Linked DNA regions of Mus musculus: regions 1, 2, 4 and 5 are each linked to region 3. The links are chromatin contacts, called in public Micro-C, capture Hi-C and promoter capture Hi-C maps. All regions are on one chromosome and are shown on one strand. Each heading gives the region's core, a stretch centred on a gene start, on an enhancer-like site or on the middle of the called end of the contact. The rest is flanking DNA. Distances are from core to core; before and after follow the strand shown. Region 1 holds the start of Zfp688 (zinc finger protein 688). Region 2 holds the start of Fbrs (fibrosin). Region 3 holds the start of Ino80e (INO80 complex subunit E). Region 4 holds the start of Ccdc189 (coiled-coil domain containing 189). Region 5 holds the start of Zfp689 (zinc finger protein 689).

Region 1 (3,159 bases), core at 587-3,086, 560 kb after region 3:
ACAGGGCCTGAGTTTACTTCCCCAAACCCACATGGGGCAGCTTACAACCACTGTAACTTCAGCATCAGGGACGCTCATGACTCCGGTCTCCCTGGGCAGCTGCACTTATGGAGACCCATACACTGACACAGAATGAAAAATAATAAAGATAAATCTTAGGAAAAAAGTTTCAGTAAAACCTAACACGTCTGCACTGACCACTCTAGCTGTTACCCAGGCAGCACCAAAGCATAGCCCGGTGGCTAACACGGAGTTGTTGAAAGTCAGTTAAAATCCCCTTCCTCCTGTGTCAAATGGGAAAAAGTAACGGTCCCCTGACTTCCAGGATTGTTGGATTAAATACATACATGCTTATTGGTCACTTAGTAAATGCTCAATAAACAGTATTTACTGGTGTATTTTGTAGTTGGTTTTGGTGCAGCGGTTCTTTGATAGATGAGGCACCATATTTGCTTCAGGGTTCTTCCACTCAGGGTAGAGATGGGAGACGAGCCAAGCTGTCATTATCCAGGCAGACACTTTTCTTGTGTACCACTTTGCCTTGTTCAAGAACTATGATAGGCAGACAAGTTCTATTTTTAGGGGCATTTTAGGGATTTTTGGAGGGTAGGGGTGGTGAGCTGAGACAAGGTCTCACAGTATGTTGTCTCAATTGGCCTCAAATCCCCCTGCCTCTGTCCCCCCGGGGTACTGAGATTAAAGGTGTGTGCCACAATGACCAGCCTTAGTTAGTTTTAAAAAGGGGAAATGAGTGTTATTTTAACAAACATCTGGAAACATAAACATTCTTTGAGTTCTAGATTCTCCTACTCTGTTTTTTTTTTTAAGATGTATTTATTTGTTTTTATATACATTGGTGTTTTGCCTACATTTGGTTCTGTGTGAGGGTGTCAGGTCCCCTGGAACTGGAGTTACAGACAGCTGTAAGCTGCCGTGTGGGTGCTGGGAATTGAACGCTGGTACTTAGGAAGAACAGTAGGTGCTCTTGACTCATGGGCCATCTCTCCAGCCCCCCTACTGTTTTTAATAGGACAGCTCTCCTGAATTTCCAAAACTCTGGAGTAGATAGGCTTTCTTTTCTTTAGTATCTGAACATGTAGGCTCTAATCTGTAGGGATGCTGGAATGGGGAATCTGAAAGAAAGGTTTACTAGAGAAGAAACCCCCGGACAAACAAGGTTTCAGGAGGACTTGGGACAATCCCTCACCTCTCGGAGCTCCTCCCAGGCTTTCCCCCTCCTCAGGATCCTGGGCGGCGGGGCTCCAAGCCTCACTCCCCTGTTCCATCCAAGAGATGAGGGCTGGTTTGGGGCCCGGGAACCCTGAGAGAGAACAGGGGTCACAGTGCTGGCCTGAGAGGCTGGCCGGGGCAGATAGCATCCCACTAGGGTGAGGGCACCTCCTCGGAACTTATGCACACATTAACCTGGACAGGGTTTGCGATGCTCTTGCCTGAATGGAGACTCCCGAGGAAGCCCTGAGAATGGAAGGTGACTGATGCTGCTGGTGGAAAAGTGCGGGATGAGGGCTCATAATCCACTTGATCGGTCTACTGCAACTCCCCGGTGAACCCCCAGGAGGATGGGGGCGGGGCTCTGACTCGGGGCCTCACCGAGCGCGCCCAGGAGGCCGTAGGTCTCGCGCATCACCTCCCGATACAGGGTTCTCTGCGCGGGCCGCAGACACCCCCACTCCTGCGGGGAGAAGTACACGGCCACGTCCGCGAAGCTCACAAGCTCAGGCTTCCTGAAACCGGGCCAGATCTCCCCAGGCATCGGAACCAGCAGTGAGGCCGGGGGTGGCGCCATCGGGGATCCTGCCCAGGCAGCGGCTTGGCTGCCCTAGCCTTCCGCTTCCGGCCTCCGCAACCGCGGGAAACCACGCCCTTGGCACGCCCCTTGGTCACAGTTGCTAGCAACGCGTGCGGAACGAACGCGGCAGCCTTACTGGCCGCAAGGGAATGCAGAGCAATAGTGTTTACTCCACAGCTGCTCACACAAAGACACGAAGGTGTGAAGGGAACCGAAAGATGTCTTCAGAAAACATGGAGACCGCCTAGCTTCAGTTGTCATTGACGGCACTGAGGTGCCCTTTCTGCAGCTTAACAAACTTCGGACTTCCACTGCCCGCGGCGCCCCATTTGCCCTTAAATACAATGACCGCTTCAGGAATGTTGGTGTTCGTTTCTATGTGTAGGAAAGAGAGACCTTCAAAAAATACCCGCTACCTGCTGCCTCATGGACCTCTGTGCGCAATTACAACGGCTGATGATTGGCTGTAACGGCAAGGAGCAGCAGTGTTGCAATTGGCTTCGGAATGGCGGGACATCTGAAACTGTTCTGAGGACCTGGGCATCCCTGGTGCCTGAGATAGTGTCTCCCCAGTCTCCCAGTGTGCGTCCTGCTGATGTAACTGGAATCTGATGGTTAGCCTCTAGAACCTGGCAAAGCCTGAGTATTGCATTTCAGAAACTCAGTTCGTGTCTTCAGAGAAGTTGACAGAATACTTGAACCGGTGGTTCTGCTCGCTTAGTCTGTATATTTAAGTTACAGGCTAAGGGGTGTGCTTAGTGTGTTTCTGCTCGGATGAAAGCATATTCTGGGACGTGGAAGCCCAGGAACCACACAGCCCAGAGGTGGGACAGTCTCCTAAGGGAAGGGTATTCTGAGACATGGGGGCTCAGGAACCACAAGCTGGAGGGTCCAATGTGTGGAGGGATGAATCCAGAGAAAGCTGCCCTCTGCTCCTTGGAGCAGACAATAGGGAAGTGAACAGAGGGCAGACCTTATATAGGACTTCTTAGGGGGTAGAGCTTTTCAGGGCAGAGAGTAAAGATTGGTGGGATTTCAAATCCTGATCTTGGGGAGCTCAGGGCTTGGTGTTTTTTTTTGTTTTGTTTTGTTTTGTTTTGTTTTTCCCTGTTCAAGTGTTGGTGGGTTTTCATGCTCAGAGAGAAGTGGGGTTTTGTTGTTGTTGTTGTTGTTGTTGTTTTTCCTACTCAGGGATTGGTGGCTTTTTTCCACCACCCCCTTTTCCTGCATTGGGCCCATGGCTACAGATGGCTTTGATTGAGGTAGCATCTCTGTGGAGCTGTGTGGGGAGGCTAGAGAGGGGGTGGACAGCTCCTGCAGTGGTGTTCAATTCACCAAGGCTGTAGGCT
Region 2 (3,177 bases), core at 585-3,084, 620 kb after region 3:
CCTCCCAAATGCTGCCATCGCCAACTTAGGACAATCTATCATAGAGAGTCGACCGGCACAAAGTCTGTTAGGGAATTTATCACTATTTTATATCGACAAGAAAACAAGGGTTGTCAAGGAAATGTCCACATTAAAAGAACAGCCAGGGCCAGTGAGATGGCTCCACTGAAAAAGCGCTTGGTACATACATAAGCTTAGTAACCAGAGTTTGATCCCCAAAACCCATGAACATGTTGAAGACTCTACAAAGTTGTCCTCTCGTCTCAACATACATCTAATGGCACTCGCACCCTCACATACATCATGCCCACACACTAATGATACATTAAACAATCAGATCAGAGTGGTACAACCTAAGTGCTGCAGTTGGTGGCACAGTGGCCAGGACCTTCACTCTGGAGCTAGAATCCTGGCAGTTTGTATACAGATACCTTTGGTAAAATGGATCGGAGAGCAAATATTTACCTCGGAACTCATTACCAAGTGAATTAATGTGAGAGAGTACTTCGCACTGGAGTGCAAAGTGTTTATTATTGTTGAGCACAGGAAGGGACGGCCACTGGGAGCTTGGTCTCCGCCCCACCTCTGACTCTCGCGGATCGTGCTTGGGTTTTCTGAGACGCCACGGTAGACAGATCCGCCCAAAGACGGGCAGAAGGCATTAGCGCCATGCGCTTGCGCGAAATACCAACAGGCAAAAAGGCAGCCACTACACACCAGAAAAGCGCACCTAGGACAGCCTAACGCCTACCAGTGGCCTGCTGCCTACCACTCCAGGCACCACCTCCCAGTGCCTCGCACTGTCTCTCAGTAGATGGCCAATAAACAGAGAGCAGGAAGAGGCGGGTGGCCTAAGGAACTGCTCCAAACACCTACTTCGGACCAGTCCAGTCACAAGACCTGGGGAGGGCGGGGCTAACCTGACAACCCAATCCCACATTTGAAGGCTGTTACGTCCGGCACTCCGGCGACTTTGACTCCGCCCTTTGCATTGACGTTTACTTGCCAACCTATAAACGACTGAGCCTCGGAGGGAGGGGGAAGGAGGCGGAGAGAGGAAGGAGGCGTTGGCTGAGGAGGAAGAGGGAGGAGGGGCAGGGAAGTTCTGGTGGAGAAGAGCCGTAGACGCCGAAGAAGACAACAGGAGGATACGGCGGAGTTCCTCACTGTCCAGTGGCCTTTCCGGATCCTTCTAGCTACAAGCCGGTTAGGAACGGAGGAAAGGAGGAAGAGTCTTTTATGTCGGAGGACAGAGAGAGAAGCTCTATCCGTCACCGTTGCCTCACATCCGGGACTTTGGACGGCAGGCTCCGCCCCCTTGCACCTTTCAAGGCTACGGGAGGCGGAGACCTCGTTAAATCTCCTTAAAGGGGTGGGTACCGAACTCGGCCGACTCCAACGCCAGTCTTAAAGGGGACAGCAGAAGCTGACAAACAACTCCTGCTGGAAGAATTGGGGCAAGTGGAGTTTTCCTACCTCCTGCCCCACGCAAGAAGTTCATTAAATTCATCTTAAAGGGGAAGTGACAGCCTGTGAAGGGCTAGAAACTTAGCTACGCTCTCTAAAAAGGGACGACTCGCTGTTTGAAGGCCTCTGGACTCTTTAAAGGGGTGGCCTCTTTCAGCCGGAGGACTTGAGACACTTTTAAAGGGGAAGTCGTGCTTTCCGCCCCTTTTAAAGGGGTGGTCCTTCCTCTTCCTCTGGGAGACTTGCCTCGACCCCTGGCACGGGGCCGCCACCGCACTAGACCAGCCGGACACGGTGGAGTCGTCTTAAAGGGGCCGGGGGCTGGACAATTTGAGGCCTCGCCTTAAAGGGACGGCCGCCCAGTTTTAGTCGTCGCGGCCCCGCCAGCCCTACAGGGGGGGCCTTCAGGCTTGTCGCCCCGGGGGCGGCGCCGGCTCTCTGGGCCTTGGCCTTGGGGCAAGCCAGAGGCCAGCGGATCCTGTTTTAAAGAGGAAGCCGGAGCTCTCCCGTCCCTGTGCAAGCGCCAGCGCCGCGCTCGCGACCCGGGGCCTGTGGACAGGCCGCTTCGGGCCCCGCCGCCTCCGGATGCGGCGCTGAGGGCCGTCACCATGGAGACGGCCGCGGCCCCAGGCCCGGGCTGGGCAGCTGAAGGGGAGCGGCGACGGAGACGCTGCTCGCGGCGAGACCGTGATCGGGAGCAGCGGCGCCGCCGAGGTCCAGGCGGTGACGCGCCCCGGGCCTTGTTGGCCGCCCCGCGAGGCTCTTCATCCTCCTCGTCACCGCCGCCGCCCGCCCGTCCCTGGTCGTCAGCTTCATCTGGAGAGCGGCCTGGGGGCCTACGACGGCGGCGGCCCCGACCCAGGCCTCGACCCCCGAGACCGCGAGCTCGGAAGCGGCCTGCCGGTTCGGGCAGCCGCGGAGAGGAAGAGGACGAGGAGGAAGAGGGGGGCGCAGACGACGGAGAAGCCGAGGAGGAGCCTGAGGAGGAGGAAGAGGAGGAAGACCTGATCGATGGTTTTGCCATCGCTAGCTTTGCCAGCCTTGAGGCCTTGCAGGTGTGCCCTAATGGGATTTGGGGGTCTTTGGGAGGTGGGTCAGAAGGGCAGAGAGAAGGGTATAGCCCTTACAGAGGATGGGGTTGAGGGGGCAGTGGTGACACCCCAAACCAGAGCAACCGGCTCCTCTTGCCGGGTTTCTGCCCCACCCTGGGGTGGGAGGAGGTAGAGCTAGTGTCTGGGGACTACCTAGGTTCCCCTGCTTGAGAGGCACTTGAGTAACTTGGTCACCCTTAGAGAGTTAAGGAGCTTTTCTTTCTCCAACCACATTTCCACCACCTCTTCTACAGAAGGATGCATCTCTTCAGCCCCCAGAACGACTGGAACATCGGCTGAAGCATTCTGGGAAACGGAAGAGGGGGGGCTCCAGTGGGGCCACTGGGGAACCAGGGGACAGCTCAGACCGTGAGCCTGGCCGACCCTCTGGGGATAGGCCCCGTAAATGGCCCAATAAGCGAAGAAGGAAAGAGGTGAGCATGTCCCAGATTCCAGTCCTTCCAATTTGTTCAGTCGGAATATATCATTCCTGTAGACTGACTTCCCACGAGCATCACAACTGCCGATCCCAGCAGTAATCCTAGTGTCTAGGAGCACAGGGGAAGGCAGAACAAATTGGACAGCAGCCCCATCTCCAATCCAGGTCTGAAGGACCTAA
Region 3 (3,664 bases), core at 515-3,014:
TATACATAACATAAATAATTCTAAAAAATCCTAGAAAACCACTTTTCTTCTCAATACCATTAGTGTGTTTGTGCAGATACCTACATGCTATAGCGAGTGTTTTGAGATTAGTGGACAGCTTTCAGGAGTTGTTAGTCTCCTTTGTTCTTAAAGATTGGGCCTCAGTAACAAACTCTATGCCTCTGCCTCTGGCATGCACTACAGGAATGGCTACTACTTTTATCTTTCTAGTTTACTTTTTCACTTATTATAGACAACTGATAGAAATGACAAGCAGCCAGAGGCTTCCTTCATTTTGCCAGCCTGTGTCAAGCACAGTACCTAGAACACAGTGGATAAGGAAATACTTGAAAATCCAGAGGCGTGGTGTGTTCTTTGGAGGCAGAGGCAGGCGGATTTCTGAGGCTAGCCTCAGGCTAGCCTGGTCTACAAAAGGACTACACAGAGAAACCTTGTCCAATGGGGTGAAAAAAGACAAAACAGGAAGAAGGTGACAGAAGGCAGCAACTAGGCTTAAGAACCATTGGAGGGGCCTGCATCAGCTTCCGGACCCTAGGAGGGTGGACCTAGGAACACGTGTTTCAAGGGCCAGTATCTCATATCTTCCTAAAAGTGGTCATGACTTTGCTCACCAGAGGAGTCTTCATCCACGTTCTCATACTGCAGAAGTCGATCTAGAAGGAAACTGAGACAAGTGGGAAGGAGGGTGGGTATCCCCATTTTGGTGGTCTTGAGCCCTACCTAGTCCCTCCTAGGAGACCCACTGGATCCTCCTAAGACTGCATGCATTTGGGATCCTGTTCCGGGACGGCGTAAGAACGGATTCCCTGGGAGTTAACAGTGCCCTCGTGCCCACAAGATGCCTTACCTCTTGTCTCGGGAAACCTTCAGCAATTTCCTTTGCGCCTTTCTGAGCTCCTCCTGGAAGCACTCGTGCTCCTGCGGCGGACAGGGCGGGTGCTGAGCCAAGAGCAATCCATAAAAGACCCAGAACCCGGAGACATCTCTCCCTACTCACCCCCTTTACCACATGGGTAAACTGAGGTCCTCTCCGAGTTAGGCCTCACACTCCACAACCGCCCCACGCTGGCACTCACGTAAATGAGGAACTTGAGCTTCCGCTTCAGATTCCTGTATTTCTTTTTGTAGTCCACTTCGCCGTCCGCTGGTCCGTTCATGACCCGCCAGGGAGAAACGCCCCGGAGTAGAGTCCCGCTACCCAAGTCCGCCCGGCCTCTCACACCTCCACTTCCGGAGACTTTGCAACGCCGTATGAAACGGACTACAACTCCCAGCGTCCTCCGCGCGCGGGGAGCGTAATCACACCGCCCGCCCTCCTGGGGGAAGACCCGAAAGGAACGCTGCTTCCAGTGGCTTCGCGGTGAGCTGAGGTCACAGAGGAGCTGGACACTGGGGGGGCACAATTATTGATTGTAAACTGTTTATAAAGATTTGGAACCAAAAGAATATAACCAGAAATTCAGTATGTTAGCGAGAATACCGTCTCCCTTCTGCCTTTCGAAACAAGCGACCTAATTTGTTAATCCCGACCACAGGGATTGATTGAACTGATTACGTTATAAAGACTGCCGGCGCCGAACCGGCTTCTAGCGAAAATTTTAACACGTAGTTTTAGCAAAGAGTCGAAACCTCGCTCAAGACCCACCAGCTGCTCAGGAAAAAGCAAGGTCGGCCAAAGTTTTCCGTCTCAGTGCTCCACATCGGAGGCTCAACGGTCCCATTCCTCACGAAGCCGCCGCACTGCGCGTGCGCAAACTACTGTCGCTCGGGAAACCAGCCTTGAAGAAAAAAAGGCGGGAGCAACCAATCCCTGGTGACGCAAAATGGCGCCGGGAGATGAGATGCGAAAATTCACTCGCAGCTTCTTTCGAGCTTGCCCGGACCTCAGGTGCATAGAGTCTGGGTATTAGAGTCTGGGTTGTGAAGGGGAGGGGTTAGGCTGGAACTCTGTCATGACACGTGTCTCTGTAGCTCGGTTACGCACGCCATCGTGCGACAGAAATTTTTGATTCACGTGGGTCGGGATCATCTTGAACCTGAAGAGAAGCAGGCGTTGAAGCGGCTGGTGGAGGAGGAGCTGCCGAAAATGCAGGTGTGGGTCTAACCCTGGGCCAGCAGAGACAGGGTTTGTTGCTGAGGGGTTGGGGCAGGGCATCTTGGTTCGGTTTGCCCTCATGCTGCACCCACAGGCGGATGCTGGTACCAGGGAAGGAAAGCCAGACTTTATCAAAGTGAAGAGGTCTCCTGCTCCCTGCAGTGACCCAAAGAAGAAAAGGTTCCGCTTTAATTCAGAGTCAGGTTAGTGCCTTCTTCCCTGTTTATCTGTCTGTGACTCCAGCATCATTGGTTTCTTCAAAAGGCGAGGCGCATGTATTAATTGCAAGGCTGGGGCTTGGGGGACAGTGAGTCAGGAACCAGCTGGGGCCACAGCTGTGGTGCTTCTTGCTGCCCTTCACTCTTAACCAGAGTAGATCTAGAAGCATCCTATTCTAGATGGAAGGAGAGGGAGGAATCCATCCAGTCCCATCCCCATGTTTCAGAATCCAGCTCTTCACCATCCAGTCCAGATGGCTCAGGACCCTCAACAAAGAACAGGACAACCAAGAAGACATGTCTAAGAAGAGCCTTAAAGAAAGCAGTTGAGAGCACAGATGAAGACCACCAAACAGACCTGGATGCAAAGATGGGATTGGAGGAGAGCAGTGAGGGGGAAGCAGAGGGCTCTGTTAGATCAGGTAAGGTCACCGAGGAAGAGGAGGACATGAAACAAGAACAGAAGGGCCAGGTTAGAAAGCAAGCTGGGGCCAAAGACAAGCAAGTACCACTCAAGGCAGACAGGAAGCAGGTTAGGGAAGAGAGTGGGAGCAGTGAGGAGGAGGCTGTGCTGCAGAGAGCAAAGGTGGAGGGAAGCACAGGTGCTAACTGCCAGGAGGAGAGTGAAGAGAGCGGAGAGGAGAGCCCAGCTAAGAAGAAAGAGCTTAGTGAGCCCAGATCCAGAAGTAACAGAGCAGAGAGAACAGCCAGGGAGAGAAAGAGCTATAAGCAGAAAAGCAGGCCTGGGAGGCCAACTGGAGGCTTGCGAGACAGCGAGGCAGAGAAGGAAGGGGGCACAGTGGGCAGTGGGGACAGCAGTGAGGAGGGGGAGGCAGAGAAGGAAGGAGGCACAGTGGGCAGTGGGGACAGCAGTGAGAAGGGGGAGGCAGAGAAGGAAGAGGGCACAGTGGGTAGTGGGGACAGCAGTGAGGAGGGAGAAGAGCACTCGGTGAAGAGAAAGAGCAAGGTCAGGACCCAGACCGAGAGTGGGAGGAGGCAGAACACAAGCAGCAGGGATGACAGTAACAGCACACAGGAGCAAGCAGCTGCTCAAGGCACTACAAAGTCAGGCAGCCTAGGCAGCAGTAATGGTGACAGTGACACAGAGAGGGAAGTGAGTGACTCCCAGGCAGGACAAAACACCAAAGAGGAGAGGAAGAGCCGCTCTTCCAACAAGAGCTCCAAGAACGGCCAGGCCCGAAGTTGTTCATCTTCATCAGATTCGAGTCCAGAACCCACAGGTCAGAAGGGCAAGGCCCGAAGTTCCTCATCTTCATCAGATTCAGGTCCAGAACCCACAGGTCGGAAGGTGAGAGGACACACCAGGTGG
Region 4 (3,602 bases), core at 224-2,723, 730 kb after region 3:
GGTAGTGGTGGTACACTCACTGTACCCAGCACTGTGAGGCAGAGGCAGGCGGATCTCTTGAGTTTGAGGCCAGCCTGGTCTACAGAGTGAGTTTCAGGATAGCCAAAGCTACAAGGAGAAACAATGTCTTGAAAACCCCCCAAAAAACAACTTTGAGTCCTTGTCTTGCTCTGTGTGACCTTGATGAAGTCCCCTGGGCCTTGGCATCGGTGTGCACAGTGCTCCATCATTGCAGCTGTGTACATTCCTGCCTTTGCCTCCCTTCTCACACCGCCACTTTACACTGAGGCACCTGGCACGCTGGTGACTCGTTACCTTGAGCACTTCTCAGTCTCATCTTTGTAAAACTGGAGAGCCCTGGCTGGACAGGACTGTTGAGGACACCTTACAGGAGTAATACAAATGAGAAGTGTAACTTTTCCCCTGGGCTCTCCACACTCACCACATACAGATCCGGGGCTGGGGTAGTGGTGGCTGCGGAGAGAAGACAGATTATGGGACAAATAGATACGACAGTATGTATCCCCTAGTCCCTAGTACCTCATGAATTTCTAGCAGGTCTGAGTGTGCTATAATTTTAACTATAGCAAAATAGGTAAAACCGGGCTTCGGTGGGCTCGAAATACTATTTAGCAGCCTATTTACAATCAAAGCAACTCCAGGAAATTCCCTAATGTTGATAAACGTAATGACTGGCGGCACCTTTTTTGGGAAACCTAAGTATTCACTAGAGGACAACTCTGTCCCGCCCTCACCGGGAACAAGTTGGCTCCAGGATCTTCAGCCACTTCCACAGGGCTACTAGTGGCTTCTGCGGGCGACTCGGTCTGCATGTCTGTTCCGTTCCTTATGGCCGAGCCGTCCACCGAGCTGGGACTCCTGTCCAGTTCCTCCTGCAATTTGGGAGATTGTTCCGACTCCATCTGCACCTTCATTCCCAGGCTCTGGCTGGAACTGGGGGTAATCATCTCTTCGTCCTTCTTAGCCTCAGTCAAGGGCTCTCCAGCCTGGGCTCTGGGACAGCCAGCTCTCCCACTGCAAAGCCCGGTCCTGCCCCTTCTAGTGTTTCTTCAGAGGCGGTGAAGCGAGAGGCAGCCAATCCGCAGAGGGCGTCTTCCCAACTTGTCTCCCCGGTGACCGTTGTTAAGGAAAGTAGAAAGTACAAGCCCACGCCAATCATTGAAAAGATAGAGCGCATGCGTAACGAGTTGCACGTGCCTCTTAGAAGTTGCTTGTAAGGGTGCTTTTGAGGGTCGGTCTTTTTAAAGATTTAATTTAAATCTTTAAAAGATTGTGTTTGTGCGTGCGTGTGCGCACATATGTACAGGATGTTCGGGAGGGCTCCGCGGAGGCCAGGAGAGGATGACGGATCCTCTGGATCTGGAGTTACAAGGGGTCGTGTACCGAGTACCCCGAACAGCAGCAAAGGCTCCACCCCTCCATCTCCTAGTGCAACTGCGGGGTCAGTAACTATGGGAACCGCCTGCTGGCCAATCATTAAGAGAAATACAGTCCGTCGCGGGGTTGGAGGGGTGGGACTAAAAGACTCGAGAGGAGGAACCAAGAGCTACCAATAGAAACAGGAAATAAGTTTCGCCACATCCGGAGCGGCTCTGACGCCTGCGCTGTGCGTCTGGCGGCCGGTGACGTCCGGTGAAATCCAAGATGGTGGCGCTTGGCTGACCCTACGGTAAGTGCGGACCCCCGTCCGGCGGGGGCGGGGTCCGGGAGATATGTCCAGGGGGACGCTCAGGACTGCGGAGCTCCAGACGCATCCACAGCTCAGCTCTCTGTTTTCTGCAGGTGACGGAAGTGCCGCCTCCACCCGCCTGCCAGCCCCGGAGAGCCCTGAGTTGCCCCTCCGCCACCGCCGCTATGTCTGGCCTCAGCAACAAGCGCGCCGCCGGCGACGGGGGCTCAGGACCCCCAGAGAAGAAGATGAACCGCGAGGAGAAGACCACGACCACTCTAATCGAACCCATTCGTCTCGGCGGCATTTCTTCCACGGTTGGTGGGCTTTTGCGAAAGTCACATTTGGCCTGCGCCCAAAGTGTTTGGAATCTTGTGTGTGCTCGTGTGTATATACACAAACCGGGTGGTGAGGGTGGGTGTGCCAACGGCGTGAATGTGATCAGAGAACAACTTTACGGAGTCCCTTCTGGCCTTTTACTTATGCGCACATATGTTCCCGTAAGTCCTGTGTGATGTGTCTGAGTTGGAAACAGGTAGGGGCAGGAACGGAATGTGAAGCTCTCATGACTAGCATATTCTCTTTGCAAGTGTCTGAGCCTTGCTATATACCTCTCCCCTTTCAGTCTAATCCTTGTCCTATTGTGTGTCAGTGATGGTTCAGGGTCCTGCCCGACACTCTGCCTCTTCCCTTCTGGTAGGAGGAGATGGATTCCAAGGTACTGCAGTTCAAGAACAAGAAGCTGGCGGAGCGGTTGGAGCAGCGGCAAGCCTGCGAGGATGAGCTCCGGGAGAGAATTGAGAAATTGGAGAAGAGGCAGGCCACTGATGATGCCACACTCCTCATCGTCAACCGCTACTGGGCCCAGGTGGATGCCTGAAGAGCGAGCGTCCTACTGGGAGAAGCCCTGAGGCATTCCTAACCTCTTGTTCTTTCTTCTTTCAGCTGGATGAAACTGTAGAAGCCCTCCTCCAGTGCTACGAGAACCAGAGGGAACTGTCTTCAGGGACAGAGGTGCCTGGGTGCCAAGAGGGCCTGACCCGTGATGTGATCCCTCGACCAGACCCAGGGACATCAGATCTGAGGGGTAGGACCAGGGCCCTGGGGAGCTTATGTTCTCAGAAAGGTTTTGAGGAGGAGGTGACTTTGATGTGGGGCTACCGAAATGCCCGGCACTTGGGAAGCAGAAGTTGCTGTCCTGGAACTCACTTTGTAGACCAGGCTGGCTTCAAACTCAGAAATTTGCCTGCCTCTGCCTCCCGAGTGCTGGGATTAAAGGCGTGTGCCACCACGCCCATCGTGAGACTCTGTCTTAAAAACATGGGTTTTTTGTTTTTTTTTTTTTTTTTGGTTTTTTTAATATTCTTTTTTAATGGAATGAACAAAGTTTTAGAATCTAATTGGATTTTCATAATCCCAGCCTTCTGAAAAGTAGAAGCAGAAGTCTTTCTGTTTATCAATTAATTCATTTATTTTGGTTTTTCAAGACAGGGTTTCTCTGTGTAATGTTGGCTGACTTGGAACTCACTCTGTAGACTAGGCTGGCCTCAAACTCAGAGTGTGCTGGGATTAAAGGTGTGCGCCACCACCACCCGGCAGCCATGGAATACCAAGCAGCTTATTCTGGGACTTGGTAGAGGTTGATGGTCCCTGCTGTGGCCTTTCATTCTGATGAGGATTCTCTGTCCCTTCCAGAACCGCTGCCAGTGCAGTTTCGAGCCCCTCTCAGTGAGCCGGCCTTGGCTTTTGTGGTGGCACTGGGCGCCAGCAGCTGTGAGGAAGTGGAGCTGCAGCTGCAGGGTCGGATGGAATTCTCCAAGGCTGCCGTGTCTCGGGTGGTCGAGGCCTCGGACCGCCTGCAACGGCAGGTGGAAGAACTCTGTCAGCGAGTATACAGCCGGGGTTAGTTCTG
Region 5 (3,382 bases), core at 282-2,781, 590 kb after region 3:
TACATTTTCTTAATTAGTGATTGATTAAGGTTGACATGGGAGGGCCCAGCCCACTGTGGGTGGTGCTATCCCTAGGCAGATGTTCCTGAGTGTGTAAGAAAGTAGGAGAGCAAGCAGGAGGCAGCCTTCCTTGTGGCTTTCTGCTTCAGTTCCTGCCTTGATGTTCCTGCCCTGCCCTGCTTTGATGATGGATGTTTACATGAAAATATCAATGAAATAAACCCTCTTCTCCCCAAGCCACTTTTGTTCATGGTGTTTATCACAGCATAGAAACCTCTGACCAAGACAACTCCCAAATATGCAGCTGTTGGTCTAGGAGCACTTTGAGAGAGTTGTAAAAAAAAAAAACAAAAAAACCTTGGACTGTATTTCATCCAGTAGTTCACAAGCCTAGATGAACATTCCAATCAATGGGGCTTTTTCTTTTTTAAAGTCAAGAGTGAACCAGGGGCTAGAGAGAGATGTCTCAGTGGTTAAGGACTCTTTCTAGTCTTCCCAGGACCGATGGGAATTGGAGAAGTTCAATGGAAGCTAAGTCCCGGATCCTGGAAAGCAGTAGTTATCTTTTTCAAAGCTCAGTAATTCACTTATGTCAATGAAGTACCGTTTGTAGTTCGTATGCCCACAGTACAAGCAACCTGGTTAACTCTCATCAGACGACAAATTTAGATTGGGTCGACAGTTTAGGGCATTACTCAGGAAGGCAGTATGGTTTTCGTGGGTATTTTTCACTCACTTCTCTGGAATGTTACCCATCTCCGGTACTCCTGCGGATCTAGGGCTGCTGGTTCCCAGTCATCGGTATTTCGTTCCAACCAGGAGATGAGAGCTGGTTTGGGACCTGCGCATCCTGGGGAAGGAGAACCAGTCAGAGAGCTGGCCCGAAGAAAGGATGCTAAAAAATAAACGCCAACCCCTAACAAGCCGATCGCAGGTCAGGACCCTAGGCTCCCTGCCCCCACTCTACCCCGCCCTCAAGCTCCATCATCCCTTAGGCCCCGCGTAAGCAGATTGGGCCGGGCCTCACCGAGCGCGCCCAGGAGGCCGTAGGTCTCGCGCATCACATCCCGGTACAGAGTCCTCTGAGCGGGCTGCAGACACCCCCACTCCTCCGAGGAGAAGTACACGGCCACGTCCACGAACTTCAAGGCCCTTGGCCTCCTGCCCCTTTTCCGAGTAGGTCCAGCCTCTCCGACTGCCCGCAGGAGAAGCGGAGCCGAAGGTGGCGCCATCGGACCTGCTCCCCGGCCTTGCCACGGGGACCCGGAGACCTAGAAGCTCCGTCGGGAAGGCCCGGAGGAAATCTGAATCGGCTGCCTGAGGGGCCGGGCGGCCCGACACAGACCGTTATTCAGGGAACTCCCGCTGGAACTTGGGTGAGAGGCACCGGAAGATGCCTTCGGGGAAGATGGCGGCGCTGCTCCTGCACCACCGCTGCCTAGAACACAGGCAGGTTCCAGCTATCGATTTTATTGACCCGAACGCCATGCCGACTTCTTAACCTCCTTGCCCTAAAGTGTAATGGCGCTGCGAGATGGCTTCTTGCCTACTTTCCTCCTATCTATTGCATTCGTTTATTGGTTGGTAGCTGAAGATCGGGCGTTCTGATTGGTCATCAATGAAGGCGGCCCATTTGAATGAAGCCAACGGATTCTTAAGGGCAAGAAGGTGGATCCTGTGTCTCTAAGCCGGTTGTGAGAAGTCTTATGAATGGGAGGCTTTTCTTGTGTTCTCCAACGCTTGTTTGCCCTACTTGGAGAAGACGTTTCTACAGGTCTTCCAAAGGGAAAGTCACACAGTGACAACATGGATTTTTGAACAGCTACATCCTACGATCATAAAGGTGTCACAGCCAGGAATTCTGAAAAGTACTAGATGAGAAGGGAGCGGTGGTAAGGATCTGGTGCACAAAAGGCGCGTCTGGTAAAATTGAATGACTAGAATGGTAAGTTGACTGGTCTTGTACCTTGGGCAGCTCCTAAGTAGTCTATAGAAGTGAATGGCCTACCTGAGTACCAAGGAAGTTCGCTTGTTTAGAGGTGAGACCAATAGCTTTGGGCTTACCCTTTCTTTGTACAGTGGAATGCACATTTAGGCTACCAGGGGGAACAAAAGACAGATGGCTAGTTGATCCTTTCATTTATAATGAAGCAGGGAAATCACCCCTGTACCGTTGCTTTCCGAAATAGTGCAGCTGTGTCAACGTGTGTCAGGAGTGCATGGGCAACATAGACCCTGTTTTTAAATGAAGAGTGTATAGCCCAGTGGCAGGCATTTGCCTAGCATGCATGGGGCCCAAAGTTCTATAAAAGTATTTTTAAAATAGATACCCAGGACTGGGTATGAAGCCGAACCTATTGCTCCTTTCTGAATAATTATCAGGTAAGGAAGACTGCACAGAGGGTAAATAGGATTCGCACATCTAGAGGCCACACAGAGAGGCTGTGCCTTCGCTGCTGAGAGCCAGCCAAGCACCTGGACTATTCGAGTAGATGGTGTCTGAAACTTTATGTCTAGAGTCCTGGACTCCCCCCTCCATAGAGAACTACAACAAAAATCATAAGACAGCCGGGTGCAGTGGCACGCACCATTAATTCCCAGCACTTGGGAGGAAAAGGCAGGTAGATCTCTTGAGTTTGAGGACATCCTGGTCTACAAAGTGAGTTCCAGGCTATCCGGGGCTATCTCAAAACCAGCCTGCCTCAAAAAACAAATGAACAATAAAACCCCCACAAATCTGGATCAGCTTCCTCAAAATCTGTTACTAGACATAGGAATGAAATCCAAACATGGAATGTCTTCTTTGTGGCTCTAGCAACTCTTATGTTGGGCAAAACGCTTTAAGACTAATTTCTCCCCAGCTGGAGAAGTGGCTCAGTGGTTAAGAGCACTTGTTCTGGGGCTGGAGAGATGACTCAGCAGTTATGAGCACTGATTGCTCTTCCAAAGGTCCTGAGTTCAAATCCCAGCAACCATATGGTGGCTCACAACCATCTGTGATGAGATCAGATGCCCTCTTCTGGTGTGTCTGAAAACAGCTACAGTGTACTTACATAAAATAAATAAATAAGAAAAAAGAGCACTTGTTCTTACAGAGGACCCAGATTCTGTTTCTAGCACTCACATGGTGGCTAACAATCATCTGTAACTGTATTCCAAGAAATCTGCCACTGTGTCTTCCAGCAGCAGCAGGTACACATGTGGTACACAGATATACAGTCACACAAAACACCCATATTCATGAAGTAAATATTTTTTAAAAGATTCAGTCCATGGTTCATGCTCAGTGACTGCCAGCACCCAGAAATGCAACCTTAAATGTTAACACACTTTGATTTCACAGACTGCCTAAGGGATCACTTCACCATAAACCCAGACTAGG

The links. Promoter capture Hi-C pulls out the DNA fragments that hold promoters and counts their contacts. Hi-C and Micro-C count contacts between places; a contact is called where the count stands out from the background. Capture Hi-C pulls out chosen DNA fragments and counts their contacts.
Region 1: a contact with region 3 is called in a promoter capture Hi-C map of erythroid cells, with 4 times the contacts expected there. The contact joins the promoter of Zfp688 here to the promoter of Ino80e in region 3. A contact is called at or near these places in 1 of 39 promoter capture datasets (erythroid cells), 1 of 115 datasets of contacts at active chromatin or transcription factors (large pre-B cells) and 1 of 9 other capture datasets (liver).
Region 2: a capture Hi-C map of macrophages shows a contact between it and region 3, with 2.7 times the contacts expected there. The contact joins the promoter of Fbrs here to the promoter of Ino80e in region 3. A contact is called at or near these places in 1 of 484 Hi-C or Micro-C datasets (CD4 T cells), 7 of 115 datasets of contacts at active chromatin or transcription factors (Th17 cells, bone marrow-derived macrophages, cardiomyocytes and 4 more) and 3 of 9 other capture datasets (liver, macrophages and pancreatic islet).
Region 4: a Micro-C map of embryonic stem cells shows a contact between it and region 3, with 5 times the contacts expected there. The contact joins the promoter of Ccdc189 here to the promoter of Ino80e in region 3. A contact is called at or near these places in 3 of 39 promoter capture datasets (embryonic stem cells, liver and pre-B cells), 1 of 484 Hi-C or Micro-C datasets (embryonic stem cells), 5 of 115 datasets of contacts at active chromatin or transcription factors (bone marrow-derived macrophages, double positive thymocytes, pro-B cells and 1 more) and 2 of 9 other capture datasets (adipose tissue and liver).
Region 5: a contact with region 3 is called in a promoter capture Hi-C map of liver, with 2.5 times the contacts expected there. The contact joins the promoter of Zfp689 here to the promoter of Ino80e in region 3. A contact is called at or near these places in 1 of 39 promoter capture datasets (neutrophils), 1 of 484 Hi-C or Micro-C datasets (CD4 T cells), 1 of 115 datasets of contacts at active chromatin or transcription factors (embryonic forebrain) and 2 of 9 other capture datasets (adipose tissue and liver).

What each region holds. Positions count from the first base shown.
Region 1 is chr7:127,420,198-127,423,356 of GRCm38.p6, forward strand. It overlaps Zfp688 (zinc finger protein 688), which reads right to left and starts at 1,837. Exons shown (of 3, transcript NM_026999.4): 1 at 1,612-1,837; 2 at 1,208-1,321. The coding sequence starts at 1,807.
Region 2 is chr7:127,477,124-127,480,300 of GRCm38.p6, forward strand. Fbrs (fibrosin) reads left to right here and starts at 1,835. Exons shown (of 18, transcript NM_010183.2): 1 at 1,835-2,522; 2 at 2,813-2,992. The coding sequence starts at 2,076.
Region 3 is chr7:126,860,608-126,864,271 of GRCm38.p6, forward strand. Ino80e (INO80 complex subunit E) reads right to left here and starts at 1,765. Exons shown (of 8, transcript NM_001370765.1): 1 at 1,667-1,765; 2 at 1,098-1,410; 3 at 869-939; 4 at 633-685. The coding sequence starts at 1,722. Hirip3 (HIRA interacting protein 3) reads left to right here and starts at 1,365. Exons shown (of 7, transcript NM_172746.3): 1 at 1,365-1,909; 2 at 1,993-2,113; 3 at 2,211-2,319; 4 at 2,562-3,643. The coding sequence starts at 1,845.
Region 4 is chr7:127,587,122-127,590,723 of GRCm38.p6, forward strand. It overlaps Ccdc189 (coiled-coil domain containing 189), which reads right to left and starts at 1,474. Exons shown (of 9, transcript NM_001033040.3): 1 at 756-1,474; 2 at 443-474. The coding sequence starts at 968. It overlaps Rnf40 (ring finger protein 40), which reads left to right and starts at 1,577. Exons shown (of 20, transcript NM_172281.2): 1 at 1,577-1,690; 2 at 1,804-2,007; 3 at 2,391-2,558; 4 at 2,636-2,777; 5 at 3,386-3,592. The coding sequence starts at 1,876.
Region 5 is chr7:127,447,627-127,451,008 of GRCm38.p6, forward strand. It overlaps Zfp689 (zinc finger protein 689), which reads right to left and starts at 1,532. Exons shown (of 3, transcript NM_175163.3): 1 at 1,028-1,532; 2 at 737-850. The coding sequence starts at 1,232. B130055M24Rik (a long non-coding RNA gene) reads left to right here and starts at 764. Exons shown (of 2, transcript XR_869949.3): 1 at 764-1,945.